Linked DNA regions of Sus scrofa: region 2 is linked to region 1. Evidence: chromatin contacts called from public HiChIP or PLAC-seq data. All regions are on one chromosome and are shown on one strand. The core of a region is the stretch at or near the end of the contact, and the rest is flanking DNA. Distances in the headings are between cores, read along the strand shown.

Region 1 (5,466 bases), core at 1,317-3,816:
TAGAGAAGTACAACTTTAATGGCCATTCAAAAGATGTACTAGAGAGCAACTGAAAAGAAAAGAAATTGAATAGGTAGACTTGGGGGAGGCACAGGGGAAAGACCAGCTATCAAAGCCTAGAAAAGATACAATCAAATTTTGGAGAAGGACAAGCATCCCTTGTTTAACTTGCCCCTCTCCTACAAGCAGCAACCTCATCTTCTGACTGGCTTCTTCCAGAATTATACAAATTATACATATAATTTGGGAGAAGAAGAAGACACCAAAAAGCTGAGGAAATTGCAATCACCTAATTGAGAGCTCAGGAGGCAGAGATGTCATAGGCCCTGGAGATGACAATGTTGTCCATAGCCATAGTCCAAAGCTGCACTCAGTTCACCTTTCCATTTTTTATATTTAAAGTTTAGGCAATTTTTTGGTTCTCTAGTTAGGATTTATATCATTTTTCCTGGTAATGCAACTTCAGTACATTACCCTTGCCTTAAGCCACTTCACCCTCGTGAAACTAAAGTGGAACGGGCATTCAGAAGAGCGCGCTCAAATCATACGATCCCATTTTCCCACAACGGCTCTCTGCTCTCAGTAGTCGTCTCCCTCATCGACACCATCATTCACCAAAGTATTTGAGCCCTAACTTTGTGCCAGGAACTGTCCTGGCATCAGGGTAACCAAACAAACAGGACCCACATGACCCCATGTATCCTCTCAAACGGGGGACAAATATCAAATAAGCAAATGAACACACAAATTACAAATTGGGATCAATTCTGTGAAGGGTGAGTACTCTAACAGAGAAAAGTTGGGGGTTACAGAACTACTTTATTTATTCATTCATTCATTTTAGGCTGCACCTGCAGCATCTGGAAGTTCCCGGGCAAGGGGTCCGATTGGAACTTCAGCTGCTGGCCTACACCACAGCCACGGCAAGCGCAGAAGCTGAGCCGCTCTGACACCTCCACTGCAGCTTGCTGTTACGCCGGATTCTCAACTCACTGAGGGAGGCCGAGGATCGAACCTGCATCCTCATGGACACTCTGTTGGGTTCTTAACCCGCTGAGCCACAAACGAAACTACCAGAACTACTTCAAATAGGGTGGTCAGGCAAGGAGACTGAGATAGAGACCTGAGGAAGAGAAGCCGACATCTATAGCAAAGGAAGGAGGTGGGGGAGTGTCTGTGTGTGAGTATGTGTGTGTGTGAGAGAGAGAGCATTCTAGGAATAGAGATCAGAAGGTGCAAGCTGGAGTGTAAAAGCATAGGGAGAAAAGATGGAACTGAGGCCAGTGTAGCTGGAGCCTGCGGAGCAGTGACAAGAGACTGAAAACGAGGGTCAGGAACATAACGTTCAGGGAGGACCTTGTAGGCCGAGGCAAGGAGTCTGGATATTATCTCAATGCAATGGGAAGCCATAGGATTACTTCAGGCAGGTTGATTTACACTGTTTTTCTTGGTGAAAGATCACGCTGGTAAAACGAGATGTGAAAAAAGGTTGTAATCTCAGAGAATCGAAAGTCAAACGTAGTAACTGTTCACTTCTCCGGGTCTCGGATTTTGCATCTGTAAAGCAAGTGGCATGAGCTAAAAGCCATTTCCTCCCCGCCGCGATGTGCCTAGGCTGGGAGTTTCGACAGCATGGGTCATGTCAGACAAACTGCGGAACTCCCCTCGCTCCGCCGACGCCAAGCACGCAACTGACGCCCTGAAACTGTTGGTCAAGCAAATGAATCAATGAATGGCGGGTCGGGGCTGCGAAGGAGGCGCTCTGGCCGCGGGACCAGGCCCCGGGGCCTGAAAAGAACGCACTACGCGGCACGCCAGAGGCCGCGAGAGCCGGCCGGCGAGGAAAGCGGGGGCCTGCTCCGCCACAGCCAAGCGCGGCGAGGAGGGAGGCCCGGGCCTCGCGGGTTGAGGGCAGGAGGAGCAGGACTCCCGGACCGAGACAGGGAGCTGGAAAAGAAGGCCGAAACGCGGGGTTAAGGAAGGCTTCTGGGCCCCAGGCCTGGCGGCCCGGGCACTTACCGCAGCCGTCGCCAGACTGTGCATGTTGGGAGCGGCCGCCGCTCTCCTCCAACTGCCGGACGCGCCGGACTCGCGTCCCAGCTTCAGCGCCTCTGCCGCCAAAGATGATGAGCCGCCGCAGCCGCCATCCGCCTCCGGCTCGCTCCGCCCCCTTCGCAGCCCTCTGACCTTTCACCTCTGACCCCTCCCACACTACCTCTTCCCGCCTCTCAGCTCTCCAAAGAGTTAACAGTCCTAGAGTTTATCCTTTGTCCCTTAAGATTCAGGACCAGAAGGACGTCTGCCACCTACTAGTCCTCGCATTCCCCGGCTCGGAGCAGGTATCCCCATAGAGGGGCGTGAACTCTGAGCCTCCTCCAGAGGCCAGTAAAGGGCGGGAAAAACCCGGCAGTCTGGAGGGGACAAGTAGTGCGCATGCCCAACAGGGCTGACGCGGAGGGAAATGGTGGGCGGTGCAAAGTGCGTGAGATGGATAGTGCGCGTGCGTACTACGATCAGTACAGGGGCGGGGCTACCTCTGCGAGATTTCCCTCGGTGCTGGGGCGGGGCGAGGGCGTAGGAGGGGCGGAGTTTCCAGGCTTTCGCGCACGCACCTCGTCTGGTCGCGTCGAGTGTGCGTGCGTGCGTGCGTGTTTGCGTGTGGTCACAGTTCCCGCCATCAGCCGCTCTCCCTGACTGGGGGAGTGAGCGGCCCCTCTCTTTCGTGTTTGGTGTCCCTTCCTTCCTTACCCCCAGCTCCTCCCCCTCCGCTTGGACTCCGTGCTTCCGGCAGGCCTGTCCGGCGCTCCGGACTCGCGGGCACAGGTAAGGCGGGCCCGGCGAGCGTCTCCACAGAGCCGTTTTACCCTGGCCCCCCCACCCCCCGCCCCTTGCGGTCCGCCCACTCGGCGTTCACTCCTCTGGAGTTCGTCCGGCTGCTGCTCAGCCCGCCCCCATCCCCGCGACGCCCCCTCTGGCCTCACAGGTACTCTACTTGGGTCTTCCCCCAGGCTTTCCCCCTCCTTTGACCTGGTCTTTTACTGTCACTCGCTCCCCCCCGCAACTCAAACCTGGCTCCTTTTTGCTGGGGGCTGTCCTCCGCTGCGCCCCCCTTAGCGAGGCCTGCTATCACTTAAGGTGACTTCCGTTGCCGCACGTCCATCAGGCCTTGGGACATGATACTGTTTCATTCTATTGACCATTCTTCATCTTCTCTCCCTTAACCATCTCTTAACTAAAAAGCATGAATTGTATTTTTGTCGTGGTTTTGGTTGGTTGTTCCCCATCTTTAGCCATCGGATCAGATTGTCAGGTTTACCCGTTGTAGGTCATGACACGAAAAGATAATTGATGACAAAATCCTCTTTCTGGAGAGTTGGCCTGGAGTAATTTTATAATCCTTTCAAAATGTAGTTTCTGTGTAAATGCCTATTTTGTGGAGGCACTATCCGACATGTCTAACTGGAAAAGCTATCAGAGGATGTCAAGTAGGCAGTTGATTATACTGGGTTTGCGCTCAGAATAGAGTTCTGAGTGGATATATAGGCAGATGTGTGTGTATATAACTATATACAGGTCTGTGCGTGCATGTATATATATCTATATCTATATGTATATATCTGTTATGTTGAAAGTAATTGAAGCTCTGGTTGTGGATGAAATTGCCTAAAAAGAGTACAGTGCTAGAAAGGAAGGGGACCTCGGATGGGGCACTGAGGAATTCTTGGCATTTCGTAGCTGGATAGAGGAGTACAAGTTTTGTAGAAAAGGTGAAAGAAGTTATCAGTAGTGTTGAATTCCGGGAGTTCCTATAGTGGCTCAGCGGTAACGAACCCCAGACTAGTAACCATGAGGACTCAGGTTCCATCCCTGGCCTCACTCAGTGGGTTAAGAATCCAGCATTGCTATGAGCTGTGGTGTAGGTTGCAGAGAAGGTTTGGATCCCACGTTGCTGTGGCTGTGGTGTAGGCCTGCAGCTGCAGCTCCGATTGGACCCCTAGCCTACTAATTCCATATGCCATGGATGTGGCCCTAAAAAGCCAAAAAAAAACAAAAAACAAAAAACCAAAAAAAAAAAGTGTTGAATTCTGCTGAAAGGTAAAATTGAATGAAGACTGAAAAGTCCGGTGAATTAAAGTAGTTGATAATTGTAGCAAGAGATGTTTAATTTTGGGTATCTGGGTTCAGTCTTAGATCTTGTTCTCCTTTTAGGTTTTCCTTCCAGCCTAAGCTTTAAATTGCACCTGTATATTGATGACTTAAGAATATTTATTTCCAGTGTCTTCCTTTTGTTTTCAGCTCAAGATCTAAGTAGCCAACTGTCTGCTGGACATCTCAACTTGATTTTTTTTCTTAGACATTTACAGTAGAACATGTCTACAACTAAAGGTTTATTTCTCTCCATACTCAAATGCTTTCTCATTCAGTGTTCCATTACATAAAATGCTATCTCCATTTATCTATGCACATAGCCTAGAAACTTGAAAACCATTCTTTTTTTTTTTTTTTTTTTTTGGTCTTTTTAGGGCTGTACCCAAAGCATATGGAAGTTCCCAGGCTAGGGGTCGAATTGGAGCTGTAGCTGCCAGCCTATGCCACAGCAATGCCAGATCCAAGTTGCATCTGTGACCTATACCACAGCTCATAGCAGCGTCAGATCCTTAACCTAGTGGGTAAGGCCAGGGGTCAAAACCCGTGTCCTCATGGACACTAGTCAGGTCTGTTACCTCTGAGCCATAGCAGGAACTCCTTGAAAGCCATTCTTAATTTTGTCCTCATCCCGTGTATCTATATCCTCTTCAGATTCTATTTATTCTATTTCCATTATATGTCTTGAATCCATTTCTGTACATTTTCAGTATCATTTTTCTAGTTCAAGCCACAATCCTCTTTCACCTGGACTTAGTGTTACTGGTTCCCTATATACACATCTGTAAAATGGGAGTAGTAATCACCTTATTGGATTGCTGTGAGGATTAAATGAAATAACCATGGTAAGCACATGGCACAGAGTAAATGGCTAGTAGGCATTATTGTTATTGTAATGTGTTTTAAGCTGAATCATTTCAGTACTCTCATATCTGGTTGTCCTAATTTCTTCTATTCCTGCTCCTTTCACTCCCTTCCCCAAACCCAGACAATCCATATCACTTTTCCGTTCAGCAGTAACATGTCATTTCTCTGCTTAAAAACCTTCAGTGGATTTCCCATTACCTAGTGCTTATTACATTAAATTTCAAAATCCTTATTAGAGCCTACAAGATTCTACATAACTTGATTCTTTCCTGCTTTACTTGGTGTATCTTGCACCATCCTCTTCTTCAGTAAACTCCAGCCACACTACTTTTCATTTCCTTAGTCACACCAAGTTATTTTCCATCACAGGGCCTTTATATGTGCTGTTTTGGATTGTCCTAGCGTGACCACCCCCCAATTAACTCATTCTTCAATTTTCAGCTTAAGTGGTAC
Region 2 (5,466 bases), core at 1,041-3,540, 280 kb before region 1:
ACAGCTGCAACTTAGGATCTACCTGAGCCATGTCTGAGACCTACACCCCAGCTCACAGCAATGCCAGATCCTTAATCCACTGAGTGAGGCCAGGGATGGAACCCATGTCCTCATGGATACTAGTCAGGTCCTATACCACTGAGCCGCAACGAGAACTCCAAAATTTTTTTTTTTATTATAGGTGATTTACAATGTTTTGTCAATTTCTGCTGTACAGCAAAGCAACCCAGTTACACACACACACACACACACACATATATATATACATTCTTTTTCTCATATTATCTTCCATTATGCTCTATCACAATAGATTGGACATAGTTCCCTGTGCTCTACAGCAAGGAAGACTTTTTAAAAAGAGGAGCCCCTGGAGTTCCTGTTGTGGCGCAGTGATTAACGAATCCGACTGGGAACCATGAGGTTGTGGGTTCGATCCCTGCCCTTGCTCAGTGGGTTGACGATGCGGTGTTGCCGTGAGCTGTGGTGTAGGTCGCAGACGTGGCTCAGATCCTGCGTTGCTGTGGCTCTGGCGTAGGCTAGTGGCTACAGCTCTGATTCGACCCCTAGCCTGGGAACCTCCATATGCTGTGGGAGCGGACCAAGAAATAGCAAAAAGACAAAAATAAATAAATAAATAAATAAAATAAAAAAATAAAAGAGGAGCCCCTGATGCTGGTCCTGTGGGTGGAATGTGTCTGAGGTGGAGGGGAGAAAGGGGTATTGCAGGAGAAGGCAGAGGTTGAGCCTGTTCCGTCTCTGGCTTGGCTGTGAAGGTGGTCCCGGGGCAGAAGAAGGTGGGGGGCCTTTGGGATTCAAGGCACAGCATAGCTCTGGTGATGGTAGGCGTGATCTTTCTCCCTTTTGAGGTGTCCCATTGGCTGTGCTTTTTTTTTTTTTTTTTCCTTTTTACGGTGGCACCTGCAGCACCTGGAAGTTCTTAGTCCAGGGCTCGAATCGGAGCTGCAGCTGCAGGCCTACACCATAGCCACAGCAATACCAGATCCAAGCTGCATCTGTGAACTATGCCGCAGCTTGCAGCAACGCTGGATCCTTAACCCACTGGGCAAGGCCAGGGATCGAACCTGCATCCTCATGGATGCTAGTCAAATTCTTAAAGGGCTGAGCCTCAATGGGAACTCCCCATTAGCGATGCTTTTCATGTTCATCACCAGGGAGCAGACAGGCAGAGGCCACAGGGATGCTGCAGAAGAAGAGCTGCATTTGCCCCCTGTACCACCAAAGACACCCACGGACGGCAAGCCCCTTCCCTCTTGTCTCCTCCACCTGCCCCTTAGGCAATATAGGGGCCTTGAGAACTGATGAGAATATGTTCATTACATTCATCGAGAAACCCAGTAACCCGTTACTGAGTGTCTGTCCAGTCCATGGCGAGACTGGGATGGAAGAGCCTGGAAAGAAGAGAGGGAGGGAGGGACAGAGAGGGGAGCTGGAGCAGCTGGGTCAGCGTTACCAATTTGGACAGTGACTCAGGCCCCAGGAATGCCAAGGAAGGGGGGGTGGGCCGCCACGGAGCCTGCTGGGATTCCGTTGGCACCAGGAGACAGAGGGAGAGCGCACACAGTGGGGTGGGGGGCCTGGGGCTCCTGCACACCTGGATCTACCTCTGCAGGTAGAAACAGGTGTCTCTCACACTGTGGACTGGCACAGGCCCCATGCCTTCAAGCCCACTTCATACCTGGAAGGCGATCTCACAACTCCCCGCCTGCCCCAACCATCCCACTCCACCAGAGAGAAGGACGGTCTCCTGGGACTCAGAGGGGGACATCTGGACACACACTGGCCATCCTCCCGGGACCACCCACGAACTCCGCCTCCCCAGCCTCCCAGCTGGCTGCAACTAGCCCTTTCTAACCCCAGTGCCACCCACGACCGGAGTTTGTACAAGGAAGAAAGTTAAGCTCAACTTGCTTGCATTTTCCCTCCTTTGGCGCCTGACAAATGAGAGAGGCCCTCACGGTAGGAACACAGCGGGGGCTCTGAGAGCTCCCCTCCTCCCACCCCAGTTCCAAGCTGCTTCCCCCACAGCAGGATCCTTCTCACCTGTCCTCGGAGACCCAGGAGACAGCCCGGGACCAGGCATCAAGATTCCAGGTGGGCCCCACCCCTCCCCAGGGGCCCCCAGGCTGCTGGGCTGGAGCAGCTGAGCGGGTGGACCCCTTCCACCCTGCTCCCTGCCACCCAATCAGAGAGAACCCGATCCAGGAGGGCAGGGTGCCAGGGGTCGGGCCCAGAATAGTGCTGCCCAGATACAGTGTTGCGCACTCCTCCATGGAGCTTGCCGAGCTAGAGCAGGCACTGCGCAGGGTCCCGGGGTCCCGGGGGGGCTGGGAGCTGGAGCAGCTGAGGCCAGAGGGCAGAGGGCCCACCACTGCGGATGTGCGTACGCGTGCGTGCTTGCATAGCCAGGATTTTCTGTGTATATATATATGAGTGTGAGGGGGTCCGCATGTATATACTCCTTGTGTAAGTGAGTCTGTGCGGTTCTGTGTGTGTCTGAGTGTGTGTGTTTGGGTAGGTAGTGTGCGTTAGTGTTTGGGGCTGGGTGTTTGTGTGTTTGTGTATACATGGGTGGGGGGGTGTTTGTGCGCACCCGTGCCTGTGTGCTGGGAAGGGATTTCCGTGTGGTCCAGAACGTGGGGCGTCTTCCCCACCCCAAAAGTCACTCTTCTCCACACAGACTCCCTCCTGGAGCAGCCTCGGGGGACCTGAGCATCAAGGTAGGTGGGGCTGCCCCTGCTCGCGGGCCCAGGCTCTTCTCCCACCTCCTTTTCTTCCACGTCTTCAGGACCCCAATCTCCCCCACTCCACTCGCCTGGCTCTTGTCTTCCTCTCCTTTGCCTTCTTTGTTCCGCTTTGTTTCTTCTTCCTCCCTCTCCCTCACCTCCTCCCTCTTTCAAAAGAGTAGAGGGGGCATCTATAGAGTCTGGAGATTGGGACTCTCTTGACTTTCTCGCTTACTAGCTGTGTGATTTGTGGCAAATTGCTTCACCTCTCTGAGCTCAGGTCTCTCGTTAGTAAAACAGGGCTGATAGCCATGCCCTTCGGATAAGATTGCCGTGAGGGTTGAATGAGAAATTTGTTGGAGGACAAGCCCTTTGAAGCTTCCCAATATTAAATATTATTATTAGTAACATTTTAATGGAATTTATTGTGTTACTCCCCATTAACCAAACAGGTCCCATTCTCCCTTGCAGAGATGAGCTTCCTAGAGCAAGGAGAGAGCCGTTCATGGCCATCCCGAGCTGTAACCACCAGCTCAGAAAGAAGCCATGGGGACCAGGGGAACAAGGCCTCTAGATGGACAAGGCAGGAGGATGTAGAGGAAGGGGGGCCTCCGGGCCCGAGGGAAGGTGAGTTCAAGGCCAGTTCTGGGGAGCTGGGACTGGGGGCAGTGGGCAGTCCTCAAACCTGGGGCCCGTCTCTGGTCTGGTCCCTCCATAACACAGGCACATAACATCATGCAGCCAGTCTCCCCACAAGGGGGAGGACAACTGCATTGCTGATCCAGGGGTCCAGGGATCCAAGGTGGCCAACTCAGGACAGAGCCACTGTCTTCTCTGTGACTCTCTGAGACTCAGCTCTCTCACCTGCAAAATGGGGCCACAGCATTCAGGCTTCCCAAGGTTGCAATGAGGATGAATGGAGACAGCAGATGAGGAAGTTCTCTGGAAGAGGGAGTTACTGTCCTCTCCCTCCCGCTCCCCGAACAGGTCCCCAGTCCAGGCCAGTTGCTGAGTCCACCGGGCAGGAGGCCACATTCCCCAAGGCCACACCCTTGGCCCAAGCCGCTCCCTTGGCCGAGGTGGACAACCCCCCAACAGAGCGGGACATCCTCCCCTCTGACTGTGCAGCCTCAGCCTCCGACTCCAACACAGACCATCTGGATCTGGGCATAGAGTTCTCAGCCTCGGCGGCGTCGGGGGATGAGCTTGGGCTGGTGGAAGAGAAGCCAGCCCCGTGCCCATCCCCAGAGGTGCTGTTACCCAGGCTGGGCTGGGATGATGAGCTGCAGAAGCCGGGGGCCCAGGTCTACATGCACTTCATGCAGGAGCACACCTGCTACGATGCCATGGCGACCAGCTCCAAACTGGTCATCTTCGACACCATGCTGGAGGTGAGGCCACGCCTCAGCCCCCCCCATCCTCCCCCCCGCCAGGATGCCTTGCCAGCTCTGCCCCCCTCCAAGCCCCTTCCCGAACTCCTTCTGGCATGAATGGAGACCGGGGGAGGGCTTCTGCTCTCTGCACGCACCCCTTAATTGTCATCCCAGCTCTGCAACTCAGTATCCAGAGATAGGAATGCCTGCTTTAGCCTGCGAATTTCAGAGGATTCCTGGGACAAGCCAGGCAATATATGAAAGTCTTTGCAGGGTGGCTTAGGACAAAGAGCAAGGGACTCTTGGTAAGAGAAAAATAGGATGAGCTCTGCTCCCCACTCTTCCCTTAGGTTAAACTATGAAACATTTGGTTCCGTGCTTCTCGCTGTGTGCACTATTTGATTCTAGTGGAATATGAACAAATACATTTCATGTAGTAGCTTTGTATGTTATAATATTAGATATTTTACAATATTAGAAAATTACAGTCAGCAGGTGTAGATAGTCTTGTTTAGGGTGAGGCCCAAATAAGTCAATGTAAAATTTATTTAGGGAAAAATATTTTGTAAATATTATATACATAATTTCACCTCTAGCACTTAACAAAATCGATACTATGTGTGTCTGTACACTTATGACTTTGGAGTAGAAACACTGGGTTGGTTTCCCACACCTTGGAGTGCTTGGGGAGGGGTCACCTCAGCACCTCTGGCCACCAGCAGCCTTAGATCTGGAGCAAATGTGCAGACAAGGATCTCGTGGAGGGCATGCCAGGACGTGGGAGAGGCAGACAGCAGGCTCATGTAGAGGCAGGCCCGGGAGGCGCCCGGTGGAAGAACCCTGGCTGGCAGGGGACCTCTGAGGCGCAGGGAACGATTCACCCTCAACTGTTCTCTCCGGCGCTCAGATCAAGAAGGCCTTCTTTGCTTTGGTGGCCAACGGCGTCCGAGCGGCACCTTTGTGGGACAGCAAGAAGCAGAGCTTCGTGGGTGAGGAGGGGCTGGGGAGGCAGAGGTGGCGGGGAAGGGAATAGGGGAACCTTGTGGGGTGATTCTAGGGCCGAGCTCTGACATACCACAGGCTTGAACCAAGCAGGGGCCTGGCCTGGGGGGCGGAGGGAGCATCTGACCCCGGTCTCCCGGTGGCCAGCTGGGAGATCTCAACTGTAGGAGAGCTGTGACCAGCTGACCCCTCCAGCTCTACTACCCCAAGGTCCCTGTCGCAGGTGCTAAGTAAGAAGAGGACAGGCGGAGGAAGGAAGTCAGAAAATAGAAGAAGCAGGGCAGGAAGGAGAGAAATGACAGGGGAAGCATAAGAGGGACAACCCCATTTCTCAGGCACGGGAGGGG

What was found. HiChIP or PLAC-seq counts read pairs in DNA pulled down with a chosen protein or histone mark.
Region 2: a contact with region 1 is called in an H3K27ac HiChIP or PLAC-seq map of skeletal muscle. The contact joins the promoter of PRKAG3 here to the promoter of USP37 in region 1. A contact is called at or near these places in 1 of 5 promoter capture datasets (fetal liver) and 1 of 2 datasets of contacts at active chromatin or transcription factors (skeletal muscle).

The regions. Positions count from the first base shown.
Region 1 is chr15:120,587,330-120,592,795 of Sscrofa11.1, reverse strand. It overlaps USP37 (ubiquitin carboxyl-terminal hydrolase 37), which reads left to right and starts at 2,566. Exons shown (of 24, transcript XM_003133658.6): 1 at 2,566-2,823. It overlaps CNOT9 (cell differentiation protein RCD1 homolog), which reads right to left and starts at 2,442. Exons shown (of 9, transcript XM_001925220.5): 1 at 2,020-2,442. The coding sequence starts at 2,043.
Region 2 is chr15:120,863,132-120,868,597 of Sscrofa11.1, reverse strand. It overlaps PRKAG3 (protein kinase, AMP-activated, gamma 3 non-catalytic subunit), which reads left to right and starts at 2,290. Exons shown (of 13, transcript NM_214077.1): 1 at 2,290-2,397; 2 at 2,699-2,738; 3 at 3,216-3,371; 4 at 3,732-4,135; 5 at 5,025-5,106. The coding sequence starts at 2,290.